2 separate regions of the Rattus norvegicus genome follow, and region 1 is linked to region 2. Evidence: chromatin contacts called from public Hi-C data. All regions are on one chromosome and are shown on one strand. Each heading gives the region's core, a stretch centred on a gene start, on an enhancer-like site or on the middle of the called end of the contact. The rest is flanking DNA. Distances are from core to core; before and after follow the strand shown.

Evidence for each region. Hi-C and Micro-C count contacts between places; a contact is called where the count stands out from the background.
Region 1: a Hi-C map of Schwann cells shows a contact between it and region 2, with 13 times the contacts expected there. The contact joins the enhancer-like site here to the promoter of Pmepa1 in region 2. A contact is called at or near these places in 2 of 12 Hi-C or Micro-C datasets (Schwann cells and mammary epithelial cells).

What each region holds. Positions count from the first base shown.
Region 1 is chr3:182,759,725-182,763,576 of GRCr8, forward strand. No RefSeq gene overlaps it. Among named protein-coding and RNA genes, the nearest start is that of Cimip1, 28 kb to the left of the region's middle. Within about 2 kb of position 2,372, at least 4 of the 93 cell types and tissues checked have an H3K27ac peak or open chromatin away from gene starts, as enhancers often do. A contact at or near this core is called in Schwann cells, where this site is marked.
Region 2 is chr3:182,477,071-182,480,733 of GRCr8, forward strand. Pmepa1 (prostate transmembrane protein, androgen induced 1) reads right to left here and starts at 1,579. Exons shown (of 4, transcript NM_001413584.1): 1 at 1,128-1,579. The coding sequence starts at 1,227. LOC134486502 (a long non-coding RNA gene) reads right to left here. Exons shown (of 2, transcript XR_010065544.1): 2 at 2,980-3,296.

The sequences.
Region 1 (3,852 bases), core at 1,122-3,621, 280 kb after region 2:
CACAGCAAGTCCAGTCTCTCCCAGGTTTCATTCTAATGTCCCTCACCCACCCTTGGCCTGCAAGGGAGATCTTAGAACCATGCTCACACGCTCAACCCTTTGACCTGGACAATGTGCCAACCCCTGGCCTCTGCTGTGATGGGACCTGGGGCCTGAGCCTAGGCAGGGTCATTTCCAACTGGGTAGGAAGGAGGAGGACTAGATCTTCAATCTGCCAGGAAAGGAAAGGTCCCAGGCACAGCTCAAAGACCCCCAACGTGTCTCCCTTCGCTATGAGAGACAAGGCCCTATCCTTGAGTTCAAGCATCGTCCTTCAGCCGATTGAAGGATCCTCAGTCCACAGCTGAGAACCCAGGCCATCCCAGACCCATGAGGGACACCTGTGTAAGTGAGGCTGGAGGCCAGGCCTGTGTCCACTCATCCAATCATCCCTCAAGTTACTCCCCCCCCCCCCATGAAGACAATACTCCAGCAGTCATGGACCCCAAGAGGGAGGGCCTCAAGCTGCACCACTCCCTAAGGCAGAAGCTGCAAGAGGAGCCCCTCAGGACCCCTGCTGAGGTCACTGTAGAGCTGAGAGTGTATCAGGGGATGGAGGCCATCATGAGCAGAGGGAACTGGGCAGATTGGAGGGTAGAGGATCCCTCAGGAACAGAAGAGCTAGAGTAGTGTGGTCACCAAGGTGCTCACGGTTTCCCATGGGTCTCCACAGCAGGCCAGCACTTCAAGGACTGGGTCAGACACACCTACCCATGTGGAACAGGGCCAGGAGCCAACCACACTAACTATAGGAAGAGGTGGTGGCTTGGCTCCTTGCGCTTCAGTTTCCCCATCAGAGATGGCAGAGAAAGGAGACACAAATCTAGGAGCTGGGTCTCATCTCATCCCTCGAAGGTCACTGTGCCCTCTAACCTCGAAGGTCCTGGCTTGTCAGTAGTGACTGTCCCCAGAGAGAAGCTGGTGAGGGTAACAAGGAACCCTAAGGGACATCATCCCAAAGGGTGTCAAGAGTTGGCTCTGGACAAATTCTGAGTCTTTTGTGCTCTTGACCTTGGACTGTTTATCTCTGGGTCTCGATTTTCCTATCTGAGGAAATGCAAAAGCAGTAAGGCTTCCCTTTAGGAAGGTCAGCAGGACTCCTATCTTGTGGTCGGTCACTGCAACAGAAGCTTTGGGGCCGCTATGTCGCTTCTGTGGGGACAGGGGCAGATCCCAGATGCCAAGCTCAGTCAACCACAGGTCGTCCCAGAACCTTCCTGCAGCCTCCTGCTAAGAACTCATCGATTATGTCTAAATGGGTCCCCCCTCCCGAATATCTTACCTTTTCATGATTTTCCCTTCAAACTCTCAAAGGATGTGCTCTCTTGCCTTCTGCAGAAAATGAGAAAAATGTGAACGGCACAAAACGAAGAATAAAAACCAAGTCCTTCCCCAGAGTTGGGATACCCAAGAGGGAGCCGCTCTTTCAGGGCAACATACCCTGGCTCCCCAAACACCCTGTTGTCCATGCCATACGGGTCTATCTTAAGGGATCACCTGAGAGGAATTCATTCTTGAACCTCACTCGTTCCTCTGCTCCCCTATCAGTCACCCTGGGCTCCCAGCCTAGCAGCCCTGTGTCCCCACTGGCTTGCAGTTAGACAGGACCCTGGAAAGGTGAACACCACCAAACCTTTCCACAGTGCCTGGCCCACAGTCAGCACCCCACAAACACTGTGACAGCTGGGTGCCCTGACTGCATGTCCTGTGGGAGGCAAACATGTCACTCAGTGGGGAAGTGTGTTATTGAGAAAGACCCAGGAGTCTGAGGCTAGCCAAGCCCACAGCACTGTGCTCCATCATGACCCCAGAAGGGACAGGGGCACCCCGGGGTGATGTCACCTGCCCTCTGCTTGCTATGTGGCGGAAGCGCTGTGTTGAGGGCTTGCCCGGAATTTGGTACGCATGCCCCAGACCTTCCAGGGCTCCTCATCGCCACTGACACAAGACAAGGTGGAGCAGAGAGGCGTGGCAGAATAGCACATCTCAGGGTGTGGCCGAGACCAGCCCACCCCAACCTGTATTCACAAAGACTGGTCCGTCCAGACAGAGTGGCTGTGGTGAGCCCCGTGTGGCATTAACATTCAATCTAGCACAGTGTTCGTTCTGTTCGTTTTCAATTCAAATGCAACACAACCGCACAGTTTACTAGGATGAGAGAACTTGGAGCCCCCATCCCCCAACCCCCATTCCCCACCCCCCCAACCCCCGTTCCCCACCCCAACCTCCAACCCTCGCCCCCGGAGCAGGGGTTTCCAGCAGTCTTCTGCCTCCCTCTCTTGTCTGGGCACCTTCTTAGGAACGGAATGCCCCTGGCCCAGGCTGGACTTGAGGTGCCATGCTGCCCCCTACTGGACACTTGTGACACTGCATGAGCCAGAGTCCCGCTGAGGAGAGCCCTCCTCCAACCCCCTTCTGGCTGCGTGCGCAGCAGGTGCTGAGCACTCGCTCACAGGAGGGCACTGCCCCTGGAATGCTGGGTAACTGGTCACCTGGTCTGCCATCTACCACCAAGCATGGGATAAAAACGGGTAGAAAATTAAGGCAGATGCACGAAAAATCAGTACTGTACAAATAACTTTTTAAAACACCTAGAGTCAATACAAACATCTCCATGTTGTATAAAACATTGAAGTTTTCAGTAAATAAGGGATCCTCTCACTGATTTTTTTTCCCGTTGCCTCCAGCTCCGATACTGCTGAGCATAACACTGTAATTCATCTGTCTTTATTTAAAGCCCCGATATTTTGTTTGCATAGATTTTTTTGGCATTCATTTTGATTTTTAAAAATTGCATTAAAATGTCATTTATCTTGATTACAGGTGTGGCTTGGGTTGATAGGTATTTGGTTTTGTTTTTTTTTTTTTTTCAGTTCAGCATGTCCTTATATTTTTGAGTCCAAGGCATGATGTCTCCTCCTTTATACTAACCTTGGCTCTTCCTTGGTCCATCTCTCCCCTCCCCACTCCTCCTCTCCTGTGGACTCTCATAGGCTCAGGATCTGAACCCCTCGTGCTCCTGACCAGGAGACGGATCCCTCTCCTCCCCACAGAGGACTCTAGAAAATGGAACAGACAGGGAATGGGGCCGTTGCTAGAATTCTTTTCCAGGAGATCACGTAAGCAACCCCTCCTTCCTGAGGCCCCAGGGATCAGTGGAGACACCATTCCACTAAAATTCACTCTGGGTGAGTTTATTGGACTTTCTCAGAGCATAGAATGAAGAGTAACCTACAAAGGTGTGAGTGATTCTCCCCCCACACACCCCAGAAAAGGCTGCACTGGGAAATCTTAACCCAGCAGGGACAACAGCTGTACCATAGCTCCTATTCTACTTGGCCTGTATGCTCTGTGCCCTCCCCAAGGCCTCGTGTAGTTAGGACACAGTCGGATACAGTGTGTGGTGTGGAGCAAGTGGCTGGAGACTCTCTGGTGGGCTTACAACCCTCCTCGTCCCTTTGTAGGAGGATGGCGTAGACAGGCATCTGACAAGCCCAGCTGAGATGACCTTTGGCAAGCAAACTCCCCAAGACGGCAGTTGTTTGGATCAGAGGAGTCATAGGCAACAGGAGGTGTCCCCTGGAGCCTCTAGAAAAGGACAGAGGATTGCCAAGGCCCAATTCTGGTGGGGCTTCCAGGCGGCCTCCTCTAGAGCTATGAGGCCACGGATCCTATCAAGTCTCTGAGCCGATGACATAGTTACAGCAGCAGAGAGACCCAATACAGTGACTTCCAATGTCAGAAAGGAATGTTGGGGCCCTCGAGGTAGCTCTAAGCAGTTACCACATGACTGGCTGCCCCACAGCTGTGTGA
Region 2 (3,663 bases), core at 329-2,828:
GTGTGCCTTTTTGCCTGAAGTGCTTTAGGGTAAAATGAAGAAACTAAACAGAAAGGCAAAAGGTGCCCCCTCCTCCCAAAAAAGTGGGTTAGGGGGAGGGTGCAGATTGGAGGCAGATGGCAGGGAATGAGGTTTCAATTCTCCACCCAGCCCAACAGCCACCTGGGTGGGCCACAGAAGGAAGTAGATGCTCCCTGAGCTCAACTTCTGGAGGTGCAGGACGCTGGCCACAGCCTGAGCTTCAAGCTGGGCACTCACCACCCTGGGTCTACCACCTCCAAGGAGGTCGCAACACAAACAGTTCCAAAACTTTGACTCATTTGTAACCACCGTCCCAGGCAGAGTGAGCCAAGCAGTCCAGACAGAGGCTATTTATAGGAGTCCGGGACAGACATTCACAATGACACACACTGGGGATCCGCGGTGGGCTAGTCGCGCCAGCGCTGAGCCCGGGATTCAGACACCTGAACACAAACGGTCCTTAAATCTGGCTGGATTCAGTTCACAGCCTCAACCCCCGCCACGCGCACACACTACATCAGACACACTGCGATGCAGGGACACTCGGACACACACTCGGCCGGCACAGACCGCGACTCTGAACCAGACACCTAGAGACGCGCCGAGACTCAGACAGACGGACCAGCGCACTCTGTATACGCACGGAAACCTGGGACGCATCGCCATGGCCACTCCAGACACACGCCAGGAGCCCCAGACACCTCCGGGGCCAGACAGTGTCTCCTCCGCCCGCTCCCCCGCCCAAAGTTGATAAAGAGCCTAATTGCTCCATCGCCCCGGTCCCTAGGGAAAACGGAATGGAAACTTCCCCGACCCGGCCCGCCTGGCCCTCCCGAGAGGCGCGATGTCTCCGCCGAGCCCCGGGTCCGAGTCGGTCCGGGCGGGGCGCGCGCGGCGGGGACCGTGCCAGGCTCGCAGCGCCGCGGGACAAAGCCGGGCCGGCCGCCAGCTGCCGCGAGCCTCCGGGAGGGCGCGCCCGGGGCGCGGCGAGCGCAGCCGGGGAGCCTGGGCGAGGCAGGCGCGCGGCCCCCGAGTCCCCACGCGATCACCATGTCCCGGGCCGGGTATCCCACGGGGCTGTCCCGAGGGGAACAGGGCTCACTCACTGATCTCCATGCTGGGGAACAAAGAGCGCTGGCAGTTGCACGCGCAGGAGACATTGGGCTGCCCGGCGGCGGCTGCGGCGGCGGTGCCGTTGACCCCCATCAAGCGGTCACGGGCGGCGCGGGGCGCGAGGCGCGGGGCGCGGGGGCGGCTCCGGCCGGCGCGCGGGGCTCGGGCCCCGCATACAGCGAGCAGCGCGGCGCGGGCTCGGGGCGCCGCCGAGGTCCCCGGGGCGAGCTGGGTCCCCCGGCCGCCGAGCGGGAGCCCCGGGGCGGCGGGCCGTGGCCGCGGGCGGCGTGCGGGGCACGGGCGGGCGGCCGGGGCGCGGGGCCGCCGGGCTCAGCCTGCGCGCCGGCCGATCCGCAGCTGAGCGCCGCCGCCTGCTCCTCATTCAAGTCCAAGGAGATCGGGTTGCGCCGCGCGCCCGCGGTCGGAGGCAGGCAGACGGTCTGACGTCAGCGCTAGACGGGGCTGCCGGTTCCCACCGCGCGGGGGCCGCGGAGGGGGCGCGCGCTGCGCCAATCCCCGCCGACGGCCCCCGCACCCTCCTCGGCCCGGGGGGCGGGCCCGTCGCGCGCGGGGCGGGCTCTTAAAGGGCCCGAGCCTCGCGTCCGCGTAGAACGGTCTCCGGGGCTGCGTAAACTCGGCGCCCTCGGGAGTCCGCAGACCAAGTCCGAGGGGCCCCGGTGCCTGAGGCGGCCACAACCCAGGACAATAATCAAGCCGAAAAGTTAAAAGTGTTCTCTCCAACTCCCGCCCCTGGGGCCCTCCGCCTAGGCTTTTGGGGGCTCCCGAAGACTGTGAGGCTTTGGGGTCGCCTTGGAAGAGTTCCATGCATGGAAATCAGAGCATGGAGAGCCGGGAGTAAAGACCCACCCATGGCCGTATTTCTCAGAAGACTGAGAAATAGTCTGAGACAGACAGACAGACAGACAGACAGACAGACAGACAGACACACACACACACACACACACACACACACACACACCCTGCTCCCCCGCTCCCCCGTGCGTCTCTTTAACAGTAGTCAAGCCCCGAGAAGCGCCCCCTGGTCCTTGCCTTGTAAATTAGTACCCAGGACTGGGAGTGTGTGTGTGTGTGTGTGTGTGTGTGTGTGTGTGTGTGTGTGTTGCCACTATTATGGGACATCCAAGCAGTTACCCTCACCCCCTAACTGCCGCCCCAAAGGCCACCGACTGGGCTGTGTGGCTCAGAGTGTAAAAGGGGGTCATGGGAGTGTGCTTTTTGTTCATTAAGTTTTAATTAATTACTGGAGAGCTATGGGAACCCGTGCTCTGGCTTCAAAGATATTAAACTGTTACATAAGAGGCCTCACATCCCTAATCCCAGCCTCAAATGTCAAGTGTGTCTCTTTGACCCATTCGTAAACTTCTAGTCCTGTGGTGTGCCTACTGTGTGCTAGAAACACACCAGATAGTAATGTCTTTCATAGCAAGTTGGGGAGACAAAATATTATTTGGCTTCATTTCACAGTCAGGGAAAGCGTTCCCTAAGCGCAGGCTGAGGGCTCAGGAAGGTAGAACCTAAGTTCTACCCAGCCTCGGGGAGTACCTATCCCTGCCCACACATGATCCTGCTTTAAGTCTCTTCAGGCCTATCCCTTGTCTTTAGAGAGGGGGGAAGCTTTTACGAGTTATTGTTACTTTGTTTTTAATAGACTGGAAGGAGAAAGTGAAGCTGAGAGAATAGTTTGCAGAGGAGTCCAGGAAGTAGGTCCCTCTGCCCAACCTTCCAGGACTTCCCTGGAGGAGTCGTCCTGGAGCCCAGGGTCCTCCCAGAGGGAGATTCCAAGATGCTCTGGTTCATTCGTTTGAAATAGCAGCTCAATCTTGCTTTTTGTCTCTGATATTTATTTTTGGTATATGTATGAATGCTTTGCCTTGATCTATGTCTGTGCACTGTGGGCAGAAAGCCGTTGATGGTTACAGATGGTTGTGAGCCACCCTGAGGGTTCTAGAAACTGAACACAGGTCCTCGGGAAGAAAGTAAAGTACCCTTATAGGCTGAGCCATTGCACATGGTATAAGCTCAGTCTTAAAGCCACGACAGGACACGGCTATGTCTTCACCATGAGAGGCTGCCCCTGTTCCAGTACCAGCATTTTCCTCAGCGAATCTTTGGCCTGGGAAGGTCTGGCTGAGCTTTGACGCCTGTAAAACCAAAGGAGAAACTCTAACTAATCTTGCTGGGAAGGGTGCTAAGGAGGTGGACTGCACGTGGGTGGTCAGCCCAGGCCCACTCACCTCAGATGCTGGAACAATGAGTAACCTCCATGTTGCACAAAGAAACAAACTGAAAGAAACCCCCAAGGCAATTTTTTTTTTCCCCAAAAAGGTTGGGCCTTGACCCAAACTAGAGCAGGGAATTCATCTGTTCTTATTCTAACCCAGGTGCTAACTGTGTCTTTTCCCCATGGGCCCGGGTCCAACCTCACAGTCTTTCAAGACTGGCTAGTTTTAAAAGAATCTTGGCAAAGGAAAGGAAGTGGGTTCAGCTGCACCCGGGCTGTACGGTTCT